2 separate regions of the Sus scrofa genome follow, and region 1 is linked to region 2. Evidence: chromatin contacts called from public HiChIP or PLAC-seq data. All regions are on one chromosome and are shown on one strand. The core of a region is the stretch at or near the end of the contact, and the rest is flanking DNA. Distances in the headings are between cores, read along the strand shown. Region 1 overlaps RAD51B (DNA repair protein RAD51 homolog 2). Region 2 overlaps RAD51B (DNA repair protein RAD51 homolog 2).

Region 1 (6,528 bases), core at 3,371-5,870, 160 kb after region 2:
AAGGCACCTTCTCAAGAGCCCAGGGGGAGTTCCCATGGTGGCTCAGCGGTAGCGAGCCGGACTGGTAGCCATGAGGATGTGGGTTCGATCCCTGGCCTCCCTCAGTGGGTCAAGGATCCAGGGTTGCTGTGAGCTGTGGTGTAGGTCGCAGACCTGGCTTGGATCCCGCATGGCTGTGGCTGTGGTGCAGGCCGGCAGCTGCAACTCCTATTCAACCCCTAGCCTGGCAACCCTAAGAAAACAAAAATAAATAAATAAATAAAAAGAAAAGAAAAAAGAAAAAGGCCCACAAGAGGGCTGGACTTCTGACCTGGGATAGCCTTGATTATCAGGTTGGGTTCGAGCTGAAGACCTTGAGATGGAGGCAGATTACAGGGTCAGAGGATAAGGTTTGGCCTCCAGGTGAAGCTTTCCCATGGAAGGAGCTGGTGGGCAGAAGGTACTTCCCATCAAAGCCCGTGGCCTCGTTGGTTGAGGGGATCTCAGAGCACCAGTTGTGGGGGCGAAGGCTGCGAGAGCCCCGCCATGCCCACTAGTGAGCCTCCTTAACGGGAGTCACCAGATTCCCACTGGGGGAACATAACCTCTCCCCACGCTGGGCCTGGCTCCAGCCTCTGGCCGTAGGTGAAAGACTCTATTTCCGAGGATTGTTTTCAGATATTCTACATCCAGTGCGTGAAAACACAATGGTGACAGGAAAAATCCAGCAAATACCTACACACACACACACACACACACACACACACACACACACACACACACACACACCACAAAGGTAGTTCCATCTCTTACCCTTTTCTCATTCCTGTGAGAACAGTGCCTTTGAACTTGGTGGCATCCACCACAGGCCCATCTGCATGGGTGTGGACTGGGAGCCAGACAGGACGAGCTGCCTTATCAGGGGCCCATCTCAGGCCCTCCTATGAGGCCCAGGCTTCCTCTAGGAGAAGGTAATTTGGAGCAGTCTGCTCAATCATCCATGGAGGCTGAGGAGGGCCCGGGGGCAGCTGGGATCTGACTCTACTGACTCTAGCCAGAACCAGTCCTGTTTTTTTTTTTTTTTTTTAAGTTTTTAAAATGAAAGTGTATTTGATTTACAATATTGTGTCAATTTCTGCTGTACAGCAAAGTGACCCAGTTTATATATATATATATATATATATATATATATATATATATATGTGTATATATATATATATTCTTTTTCTCATGTTATCTTCCATCGTGTTCTATCACAAGGGATTGGATCTAGTTCCCTGTGCTATGCAGTAGGACCTCCTTGCTTATCCATTCTAAATGTCATATTTTGGAGCCAGGTCTTTCTGGTGTGGAGTCTCTGCACAGCCCCTGGAGAGCAAATCTGGCAGTGTTCTAATCTTGGGCAAATCTCTCCTTTTGCTTTTTCACCTCTCCATTTGGGGCATCTTTAAAATGCCTCCCAGCAGCAGGAATGATGACTACGCCTTTGGCAGTAAAGAGCTGGTGGGGAGTGAATTCTGCCAACATTCAGAGAACCAGCCTTCGGGCTCCTGTGATTGTGGCTGAAAGGTTTTTCTCTGGGTTCTCAATGAGGCCGGTCCGCCAATTTCCTCCTCCTCCCTTTCAGATCTCTGCCTTCCTTTACCACACTCTGAGATTTGGAGCATGGAAGGGCTTCGAGTGGCCATGGAGTCCGGCATTCCTCTTCCAAAAGATGACCATCCTGGAGTTTGCATTCTTCCGGGATGGGGTGCACACCACTTTGTAAAGACGTCTGAGCCATGGTTTCAAAGTCTTCATCCTCAAGAAGTCTTTCCTTATATTGAGGTGGAATCTACCACTCTGTACCTTTGATCCATTGACCTAGTTTTATAGGAATTCTTAGAGCTGGGGAGCAGTAAAGCCATATCTCCATCCTGAGCCAAGCAGACACATAAAAGAGGCTCACCTCCACCCCTCCGCCCCTGCTTATCTCACCTCCCATGCCTGATCATTAGCATTTTTGTTTTTTTTGCTTTTTAGGGCTGTACCCGCAGCATATGGAAGTTCTCAGGCTAGGGGTCTAATTGGAGTTGCAGCTGCTGGCCTACACCACAGCTACAGTCATGCAGGATCCGAGCCTTGTCTGCAAACTACACCACAGCTCACAGCAACACCAGGTCCCTAACCCACTGAGTGAACCCAGGGATAAAACCCTCAACCTCATGGTTCCTAATTGGATTCATTTCCACTGCACCATGACAGGAACTCCTGATCATTCATATTTTGATGACATATTAGACGGAGTGACTTTTGCTTGCCCCCTAATGTAGTTTCATGATGGGCTTAACATCTTCATGTCAATATTATTTTTTTATCTTTCTGTAAAGTGGTGTTTTTGGAGAATGCTCAGAGGAAGCAAGGGCTCCCCTGCATGTCTCACTCCATCCTGTTACTCTGGTGGGGACTGGTCGAGTATCTGGACCTCTTCCCTCCAGGGGTTTCACCTCTCCTGTCCTTTCCTGGTGCCACTGTGACCACAAGTCACTCTTGCTGAGGGCGCTGTATCTGGGATGGAACATTTAAGGACTACTTTTCTAGATAAAGGTAAGCTTGCTCCCTCTTCATGGCGCCAAGCCTTCACAGTTCCCCGGGTTTTGTCTCCTCCTCTCCTGGCTTCTCCAGCTTAAGCAGTTCAAGGACCCACCCTTCTTGACAGCTGATGAGAAGCTAATTTTACACAGCTCCTTTTGAGAAGTGGAGTTCAGGGTGGACAGGGAGTTTTTTTCTGTTTTCTTTGCTGCTTTGTCCTCAGAGTCTGTAACCATTTGTTGAATGACTGACTAGTGGTTCCCAAGATGCAATTTACAAAGAAAACCACATCTTGGACCCTCTATCCTGCTCCCACACATGCACAATCTCCTCCATTATCAGCATCCCCCACCAGAGTAGACACATTTGTTGTAATGGATGAACCTACATGGACACATCATAATTATCCAAAGTCCATGGTTTACATTAGGGTTCACTCTTGGTCGTGTGCAGTTTATGAATTTTTGACAAATGTATAATGATGACATGTATACCCTATTATATATATAATATATATATTATATATGTATATGAATATGTACATAATATACATTATATATATGAATATGTATATAATAGTATCATTCAAAACTGTTTTACTGCCCTTAGAATCCTCTCTGTGCTCTGCATACCTTCCTTTCATAATCCTATTTTCATTATCATGGATAATGCAGATAAGGTCTACTTTCTCCCCAAAGTCCTTCCCAATGGCTGTGGTCCCCACAGATCCTCCTTCACCAGGACCCCTGCTGCCACCCCAGGCTGGGTCGCCCTTGACCATGCCCTTATGGCATCCTTCCAGATTAGCTCTGTCTCTGTAACTAGAATGTAAGCTCCTAGTACCTGGATTTCCCCATTGTACGTGGCCTGTGGGAGGAGTTCCATTAGCAGGGCCACCATATTCCATAGCTCTGGGGCCGCCATTCACATGATATTCCATGTGAATGGGGTCTCTCGAGTTATGTAGTACTACCCCTGTTCACAAGTCCTTGGGGAGTGAATAAAAACCAATGTTAGGACCTGAAAAAGAAACAAGTATCCTCATCATGATTCCATTAAGTTCTTCAGGTAATAAGTAGCTAAGCATCAGTACCAAAAGCAATAATGATTGGTTGGGGGTGATCCTAAACTCAAGGGAATTTTAGTCCTGTGATAGAAAGTAAGTAAACAGAGTACCGTCATACCACGTGAACTGTGCTAAGATACGAGCATACCTAAAGAATATAGCACTACATATACAGCTTGAAGAATCAGCAGGAATCTGTCAGATGGGTGGCGGGGGGAGGGGGCACTCCTGCAGGAAGATGGGAAATGAAAGTAAATGGCACATTTAGAGACTCGCAAGTGGTACAGGTTATTTCCTGATGATAAAATCGGAAGTGCAGTGGTTACATGATTGCCTGTGTTCCCCAAGTAATCCTGCCCCAGATCATTGCCACAATGAGCCTGTGTCCTCACTCTCAGTACCTACCTGCCTGTGGAATCAGAGATGAAAGAATAGAGCCCTATCCTGCTTAGCCCTGTCCCGCCCAGCTGCGGGCTGGGTGGGCTAAGCCCCAGAACCCCAGTGTGTTTTCTTCATTGACACTGTCCTGGGTTGCTCTGGGCACCGTGGGGTTTACCATCCAAGCTGTGGAGTTGGCTCCTCCAGAGCCCTCACTGGACAGCCTCTGGAATGGGCTGCACTTCTCTACAGGCTTTCATGGGAAGCTTGTACTATTTTGGCTTACTTCATGAATTTCTACTTTCTCTTCCTCCTTTTCTTCTTGCGCTGCCTCCTCTTCCTCTTCTTTCCCAACTTCTGAGGTTTTGGGTGGGGGGGCGGTTTGGAGATTAAAAGTCTGGTTAATCAGCCAAAAGCTGGTATGGGCAAACATAGGGCAGTTTCTGCCCCTTGCATGGCTTCCTTGGCCCAACCCCATGCTAGGCGGTCAGTCATTGGCCGCCATGTTGGAGCCTGGACAGGACTGGGCTTCCACAGTGGCTGGTCCAGGCCCAGAGTATGAGAAGGCTGTTGGGGTCTGGCTGGATGATTCTGGGCCCTGCTAATTTCCCCTTTCTCTCTGTTTCCACCGAGTGTCATCAGCAGGAGTTTAAGGCTTCTAGAGCTTGTCTTTGTTTCACCTGGGAAAGTCCCTATAGGGAGAGCTAAGATCTCCCGGGAGGAATGGCTGGAGGCTTGACCTCCGTCACCTGAATTGTTTGGATGAAGAAGCCCCCAGAGGGGTGTGGAGGGTGATCAATTGGCAACTTAAGGAGTAAAGACCTCTCTCTCCGTCTCCTCCCTCTGCTTATTGTGCTCAGAAGGGCAGCGGGGTCAGCGGCCGCAAACTGAAGGGCCAGCTCGCCGTGCCTTGAAAGGGGCTCGTTTTGTGTTTCAGTAATGAGCGTTCTCTTTCTCCCCTTGGATGCACTCAGATTTCACGAGTTACAGGGAACCTGTCAACTGCTGTTTTCATTGTATGGGACTCACAGGGAACTTGGATATAGGGCAAGCTTGTTTCAAAGAAAGCAGGGGAAAGAGAGCCCTGAATAGATGCAATGTGCTGTCCTATGCAGATCACAGCCCCAGTTGCTATGGGACACCTCTGCCCACCCAAAGGGCAAGATGCTGAAGTCCTGGATTGACGCCGCTGCCTCCTTGGAGATGGGAATGCCACCGCTGAAAGGGCACAGCCAGCAGCCCGCGCTGCTGTCCCAGGTTTGCCAGCAGCTTGAATCCCGGCAGCCTCTGCCCCCCACTGGCTGCTGGGTCAGGAGCCTCTCACCCAGGAGCTGAGGGAACAGGCCAAGTAATCCTGGAAAATCAAAGAGAAGCTAGTAGAAAAGCAGTTCTCTTTAAGGGCCATCAGGTCTCTGCTCACAAAAGGGCCAGAACTGGGGCCTGATGTTAAAGACAGGGTTTTACCTTCTTTGTAGGCCGTGCCTTCTGAGAACACTTGGCAATAACCCTCCTTTCCTGATGGGTTCATTTGGGGGCTGACATTGTTCTCTTTCCCCTGTTTACTGAAAGTGACCCAGAGTAACAGGACAGGTCGTGCCCATGAGAGGGAAGAGTGAGCCTGCCCCAGTGGCCCCTGGCTCCCCGCACCCGGGTCCCTCTGCTGCGCAGTGCCTCGTCCTGCCTGCACCTGTGGGGACAGGGGTAGCCAGGGAGCTGTCCCACCTGGAGCAGAGCCTGGGGCAAGGCCTATGGGGGAGCCCAACACTAGGGGAAGGTCCAGAATTAAAACTCTCTCTAAAGGGGTCTTCATCTGGAGGTCCTTGGAGTGAAGGCATCTTGGGAGATCACGGTAGGACTGAAAGAACCCAAGGGAGGGTACCAGAAGAGACGTTCCTAACAACTCTTTACTGAGCACCCTACTCTATTGAAAAGGACAAAAGCATGGCCCTGTCATCAGGGTGTCTGAGTCTGGGGGCAGTGCCTAAGCCAGGAGGTGGGGCCGGTGCCCTTGGCAACCTCTGGTGACCTTCTGGCCCTCTTGTTTTTACCCCTATGCCCACTTTGACCACAGCTAGGCTTCTTTCTATGAGGGGTGCCAAGACAAATACTTAAGTCCAGAACCCTGCCCTCAAAGAGACTTGGTACTTAGTGAGAGGCTAACTGTGGCATCTATGGAACTGTCGTGTAAGGGCTTTTGCAAGCCTGAAAGCTCTGTGCAAATGTAAGTCATGATGGCCCTTCCAGAAGGAACCTTGAACATTGGCAGAGGTGAGAGGCTGGGATGGTGTAAGGGTGGCAAGATTCCCTGACTGGTGGGAGGGGCACAGGACAGGGGACCTCATGAACTGAGGCTAGAGCAGCAGGCTGAAGGCCACACATGTTGTAGCCTTGGGCTTGACCATGTAGAATAGAGAGAGAGTTTAGATCGCTAGTCTATTTCTTTTCTATTGCTGCTGTAAGACACCGCCACAAACCTAGGGGCTTCAATTACAAATTCATTACCCTACAGTGCTGGAACTCAGAAATCTGACCTG
Region 2 (6,547 bases), core at 2,057-4,556:
ATACTCAAGACCGAGTTGGGCCTCTTGTTTCTCCATGAATCTTCCACATTTCTCTCTAATCTTTTAAACCCAGGTCTTCTGACAACGTGTAACCCTTTGGGAACCCAGATGGTTCTATGAGTGGCTTATTGGAGGCTCTGTTCATGTCCTCTATTCCCTGAGACATGTCTATGAAATGTTCCTTATTTCTCAAACGAAGAACCTTCTTGCCACATCTGTTCGGGATCATAAGCAATAATAGTTACATAACATTTTGAGTGTCCTTGAATGAAAAGTTCCTTGGAGTTGCTGACTCTTCTTAAAAATTTCCTCAACTAACATTGTGGAAACCCATTGTCATGGAGAGAGTTGCTGAGCCAGGTCATATACACGAAACTGCAAATCTTGGGTAGTGGAAAACATCTGAGCCTTGAAGTTCTAGTCATTTATTTTAAAAGCTACCCATTTATTTCCTAGATGTTCCCACTGAGAGCTTACCCTGTGGTAGGTTTGGCTTACACAGTAAATCTCCCCACATGGATCTTCATCTTTTACCCCTTTTGGATTGTATCTAAGGGCATATGCCAGTGGGTTTCCTGAGTGAGGTCACCTAGAACCCTTGTATTCTGACTTTAACTTTCCTCTGCAGGAGTGAGGAGAAGTGGGCATTCCTGTTGGCCAGTAAAGCTTGAATTCCTGCCCCGGGTCTCCTCAGACACCGCAAGGGACTCCTAGGGACCAACACTGGGTAAAACTTAAAAGACAGAAAATGTACTGTGGCTGGGGGGGGGGGGGGAAATGCCAGTCTCTGCAGAGATACAGTAGTGTTGGGCCATGTGAGACATGGGAGGGATGGCAGTGGCCCTCCAGTCCTATGCCTTCACTTTTCAAATGGGGAACAAGGCCTAAGGAAGCCACAGAATGAGGTAGTGGCAGAATTGAGTTGGAAGCTTACTTTGATGTTCTCTTACCTGCCCAGCTGTCTGCATGGTTTAGGAGATGTAAGGAAAGACGAGTGTCAGAGGAGGGATCAGGGTGACATCTAGTTTAACTAGTGCAGTCCTTGGTGGGCTCTCAAGCCTGACCCTTCTCTGGGCCCCTCGACAATAAACTGAGAATATTGATTCGTTCTTCCTCTTTTTCCTCATCTTGGGATTATAATGATGAGAGATATTTGGCATTTTATCCGATCAGCATTGGAAACTTGGCCTTCTGCTGGAGAATTCAAAAGTTCATATCAGGGGATGTTCAGAAAATGACTTCCTTCAGAATCAGGTGGTGGAGACCAATTATTATTAAATTCATAAAGCTTTCTTTCTCTCTCTCTGCCCTCTCTTCCTCCTTCCCTTCCTCCTCCCTCCCCACCCCTTCCCTTCCCTGTGGTCCCCTCCTCCCTCCCTCCCTGCCTTCTTTCCTCCTTCCTTCCTCCCTTCCGGTGTTCTTTTGTAAACTTGTTTCTGATGACCCCTTAATTCTTGCTTTTCAAGTTCAATTACATTTCTGTTGTTACATGTATATCAGTTGTTGAGTCTTTAGTATGCAGACGTGTTGAACTTGCCCTTCTGAAATTCTTCCAGGGTCACTTCGCCTTGTGGTCTAGGTCCAGGAAATTAGAATATTTCCAACTCATCAGGGACCATCTTGGCCTGGAGCAGAAGAGGGGTCTGAATCATTACCTAAGAGAGTTTTGTAGATTGTCACAGTTGGCAGCCTCAGAACTTGAGCTAATCCTGGAAATTCTTTAATTTCCCAGAAAGAAGGTTCCACAAGGTCAGGCTGAGGTCCTCAGAGAGAGCAGAGGGAATAAAGTTTGCAACTAGTCGCTTTTACAGCTGAACTTGAAGATAAATAAAATTATACCCATTTCTTTTGGATCATCAAGCATTTGACTTTCATTTGTTCTTTACTCCTTTTTCCCTGTATGTGAAGGAAAAAAAAAAAAAAAAGAATGCATTGTAATCACTGAAATAAAAGCAAACAAACTTGTTGATTCAGTTCCCATGGTGAATGCAAGGAAGGCCAGGCCAATAGAAACAACTGAGATATTACAAAAATGTGTTTCTTTCTGGCGGCTACACAGTCAGTCCTTTATATCCAGTCATTGTAATCAGCCCATCACCCAAGACTATTTCCAAGGTCATTATTCTGGTTGTGGGGGCTGCTTCTGCAAACAAGTGTTGATTCTACTAAATGTCCTCCCTCTCAAACGCTCTTTGGGGCAAACAATGAGTATCAAAGCATCATTCAGGAAAAGAAAATGTAAAAGATCAGAGAGATAAAACACTGCAGGTTTTCTAAAGGCTTAGGCATATCTGGCTCAAGCAACACAAATTATAAACTATGAAGCCACCTGTAAAATCCTGTTTTAATTAACTTGAAGGCACATCAATGTTATTTCAATTAAAATGAAATTCCGTTTAAATGGAAAACCACCCCTCCAGGGTACCTTGGGGCCTTGCTCACATGGATTTTAGGGTTGACAGGTGAAGCCTGTATTTAGAAAAACCAAAGCAAACTCTGTTTCTTTACAGCCTACTTAAACTTTGAAGGACCTGTCATAGGTTCCTTGGAATGTAAGGAGTGTCCATGGGTAGGGCCCAGGCACAGCTCAAAATGTTATTTGCCAATTCTTTTTCTGACTCTTCCAGTCTTCTTTCTGTTCCCAGCCTCCCTTCACCTCTTCAGTCCCTGGCCTTGGTGCCCCAGGACTACCTGTCCCTACTAGCTGATTTGTCCCCTACTATCCTTGGGGTGGACTGTGGATGACACAGAGATGCTTATAAAGAGACAGGGATGCCATCTCAGGCTTACAAGCAAAATGAATCTCAGATTGTCACAAAGGGCTGGTGAAAAAAATAGAACCCCTCTTCTGAAGCTAGGGCTTCACTAAATTTTTTTTTTCTTTTTGCGTTTTCTAGGGCTGCACCTCAGCATATGGAGGTTCCCAGGCGAGGGGTCTAATCGGAGGTGTAGCTGCCAAGCCTATGCCAGAGCCACAGCAACACGGGATCCAAGCCGAGTCTGCCACCTACACCACGGCTCACGGTAACACCGGATCCTTAACCCACCAAGGAATGCCAGGGATCGAACCCGCAACTTCATGGTTCTTAGTCAGATTCGTTAACCACTGAGCCATGACAGGAACTCCAGGCTTCACTAATTGTCTAAGAGCTGGAAGGAACCCTTAAGATCCTCTAATGGAAACCCTTCTTCCATGGAGTCAAAGTGACTTGTCCAAACCCTTTAAGGCCCCTCACATGGGGCTCCTCCATCTCGACTGCCATCCCTTCCCCTCCAGCCAGTGCCCCAGTTCTGTGGACCTGCTGATTACAACACCGTCCGTGGCTAGGAAACCCTGCCCTGTCAGCGGAACCTCTTTGCAGGCGAGCGGAGTTCACGTGCACACAGCACGTCAGGAGGACGGCTGAGTTTTAGTTCCAGTTCTGCCTTGCTTTGTTGGCTTAAACGAGTCACTTCTTCCTTTGTCTCTTTCCCCTATTGGTAAGGAGAAGATAATGAACCTTTCCACCGATCAGGCTCGCTGGAGTGTTATAACGAATAATGAGGTGATATTTGTAAAGTGCTTTGAGCGGCTGGGAACGAGGAGGGGTGAGCTCAGTAGAAAGCCTTATGCGCTGCAAGCACTTATCAACTGAGCTGTTGAACAATAGTGGCGACTAAGAATACTCAGAAATGAATTCCAGGGAGGAACCCTGCTTTGAATTTAGGAGGAGGATTAGTGGGGACCTAATAGGTATTCCACTTCTCCGGTTTCTTTGGTGTCCCCTCCAACCAGGAAAGGGAATTACATTCTTCTCTGTCGGATTCAGCCTGGAGTTTCAGTCGGGATGTCAGCGTGTACTTGTCTCCTCTTCTCACTCCGAGGCTGTGTTCTGTTGTAATTGTTAAAGCCTTGGGCATCTTCTCTCCCCAGGGATAATTTCACTTAGGAGCTATACAAATTAATTTCTATGCCGTGGCGGGGCTGCTGGTTAGAAGGGTGATTAGGGGAGCCTCGAAATCTAAAAGCGCCTGGGGAGCAATTTGGATGAAGCAAGGAAATCAAAAGGCAGGATCTTCATGTGGTTGATCTTTTTTTACTACACCGCCCCATGGGAATTTTCTCAGGCACTCAGATGTAGGCATAGTACGCAGCGTGGGACTGGACGGCCGTAGTGAAAGCCTCCTTCCTGGGAAGACGGAGACCTAGCCCAGGTAAAGGTGAACGTACCAGGTCCCTAAATATATTTAGAGCCACCTTGTAACGTCTTTACTCCCACCGAGAGTGAGCTGAGAGATGTTTATGGGGGCCCGACATGCGGGAATGTTTCCAAATGATGATTCTGGAGAGTTTCTGCAAACTCATGCCTCGCTGTTTCAGACCCTCAGTCCTGAGTTCAGTTCTCTCTCATTTTCTGGGCCAAGGAAGAAGAGCGAGGCAAATCCAAACCAGAGGAATGTTTGGAGCTTGTGCAACTCTCCGTAGGCCAACTGGACAGTGAGCCAAGAAGATTGGGGCTCCCTCCTCATTGGGCAGGGGTAGGGCTGAATTTTAGCATCCTCCTCTCAAGGATGTAGGGAGAGTTCAAGAGGTCATTTGGAACAGTGATTTTCCTGATCAAAGTTATATTAAGGAAATTATGCGGATACAGCTTTGTCCCCGGAAGTGTATGGGCTTCTTTGTCATCCCATCTTCCGCAAACCCTTCTTCTTAGTCCCTTCTCCAGGCCTCCGTCCATCCGTCTGTGGGGACTGACTGTCAGGCTTTCCGCTCCCAGGGGGACCAGTGGTGCCTGGACTAGCATCGCTCTATGATGACTTGTAAGCCTCCAGTAACCTTCAGCAATGGGCCCGAGAGCATCCCATCCTGCCTCTGCCTCTCCCTCTCTCTCACACATACACACACAAACACACACACACACACAGATGCACGTGTATACACATGGACACATGTGAGCACACCCTAGGCACCAGAGGCCCCTCTGTCCGTGGTGTCCAGCAAAGCCCCACTTGGATTTGGCCCCTCTCTGGGAGGTGACTCAGACCTCTGGACTCCTTCCTGAGTCTGCCACCAACTCATGTTGTGTTTCCTCAGCAAATCACATCTCTGCCCTGAGACTCCATGAAATAATCTGGGATTTGCTTGGCAGGATTCTCTGACCTCTCTCAAAGACCCCAATTTCTTGTTTATTATAGTTTGCATGTTTCAATCCTCCAAAAGCATTTGCAATATTTTCCTCATTTCCCTCTCCCAAGGTAGCTGTTTGGTCCCAGATGTGCATTTCCCTCCCCCCCCCCCCCGTGCCTTCTGGTGGTAGTGGTGGGGGTGCACTGAGACATTGGCCCCCCTCCTCTGTCCTTTCCTTCACCTCTGCCAGGGCAAAGACCAGGGCTGGGCTGACCTTTCCCGGCTGGGCCAGAAGAGAAGGCTGTGGAAACCCACACGCCCCCACTGGCCTCCCCTCTGCGGCCACAGCTGCCTGCCCTCCCCGCCCCCCCCCCTTGCCCCCCGCCTGCTCTTTCTCTCAGTGAGTCTCAGCGCCAGTGGCCCAGCGAGCCACTGGGAACAGAGGTCTGGCCCCTGCACTGGCCTGGGCTCCCCACACTAGAACATTCAGGCATCAATGGGAAACAGCAAGATCTGTCAGCATCGCCCCTTTCTGCGGGGCTTTGAGGGCTCCATTCTCCACGGCCATCTGTTCTCTTTCACCTCTCTGGACAATGTTGCTTTTTAAAGCCAGCGATTCTTCCTTCTTTATCCCCTCCTCTCTCCCGCCTCCGCCTCTTCTCTGTTCCCACCCTTTCCCCCCCTCAGCTCTCTCTTTGCCCAACCCTATGAAATTTGCCTCTCTGAAGAGAAAACTCACCCTTCTTCCACGCAAAGCCATTCTGCAACCGCTATGGGTTTTTTGTTTTTATTAAAAAAAAAAATTTTTTTTTTTTGGGGTGAGAGTTAGCTACTTTTAAACTTTGTGATTGTCTTGGATGGAGGGGGGAGTCTTTTGATAGGGATGAGAGTGGGAGGATAGAAAAACTTCTCAGTCATGCAGAAAGAAAATCCAGAATAATAATGAGTTTTAGGTTCCTGCTGGCAGGCACTTGCCTCTTTCAAGAAGGAACTTGATGATGAGTTTAAGGAAAATTTTATACCCTGGAGATCTTTCCGCCATTTTTTTAAAAATTATTATTTTGTTGCCATTGTACGGCTCTAAGGTTGCTGTTGTGCTATTTTAATGAGAGGTGGAGCTGCTGCAAAGTGGGTGCACTGGTCCCTATGGTCCTGCACAGGGTTGTGTACAGTTGCAGAGATGCTTGAGCAGGAGGGAGGCTATGGTGTTCTCTAGGTGAAGCCATAGGTTCTGAGCTTCCAGGAGGGTACACGAAGGGGTGTTTGTTCCAGTATTGACCTGTGACTAAGTGTGTGACCTCGGGTGTGTGTGTCACTTTTCTTAAGAATGATGATGATAAAGTCTTACAATGTTGATAAAACCTTTTACTTAAAAAAAAAAAAAAAAAAAAACCCGCTCAATACATGACTCTTCTGTTTATACCATGACTCTGTTCCATA

Evidence for each region. HiChIP or PLAC-seq counts read pairs in DNA pulled down with a chosen protein or histone mark.
Region 1: an H3K27ac HiChIP or PLAC-seq map of alveolar macrophages shows a contact between it and region 2. The contact joins two enhancer-like sites. A contact is called at or near these places in 1 of 47 Hi-C or Micro-C datasets (embryonic fibroblasts) and 2 of 2 datasets of contacts at active chromatin or transcription factors (alveolar macrophages and skeletal muscle).

What each region holds. Positions count from the first base shown.
Region 1 is chr7:92,260,786-92,267,313 of Sscrofa11.1, forward strand. All of the region lies in intron 11 of RAD51B (DNA repair protein RAD51 homolog 2), which reads left to right. It overlaps LOC110261689 (a long non-coding RNA gene), which reads right to left and starts at 1,042. Exons shown (of 2, transcript XR_002346147.1): 1 at 311-1,042; 2 at 1-232. Within about 2 kb of position 4,621, at least 12 of the 83 cell types and tissues checked have an H3K27ac peak or open chromatin away from gene starts, as enhancers often do. A contact at or near this core is called in alveolar macrophages, where this site is marked.
Region 2 is chr7:92,101,860-92,108,406 of Sscrofa11.1, forward strand. The region is part of intron 9 of RAD51B (DNA repair protein RAD51 homolog 2); the gene reads left to right. LOC106507734 (a long non-coding RNA gene) reads right to left here. Exons shown (of 3, transcript XR_002346146.1): 2 at 951-1,896. Among named protein-coding and RNA genes, the nearest start is that of ZFP36L1, 390 kb to the right of the region's middle. Within about 2 kb of position 3,307, at least 32 of the 83 cell types and tissues checked have an H3K27ac peak or open chromatin away from gene starts, as enhancers often do. A contact at or near this core is called in alveolar macrophages, where this site is marked.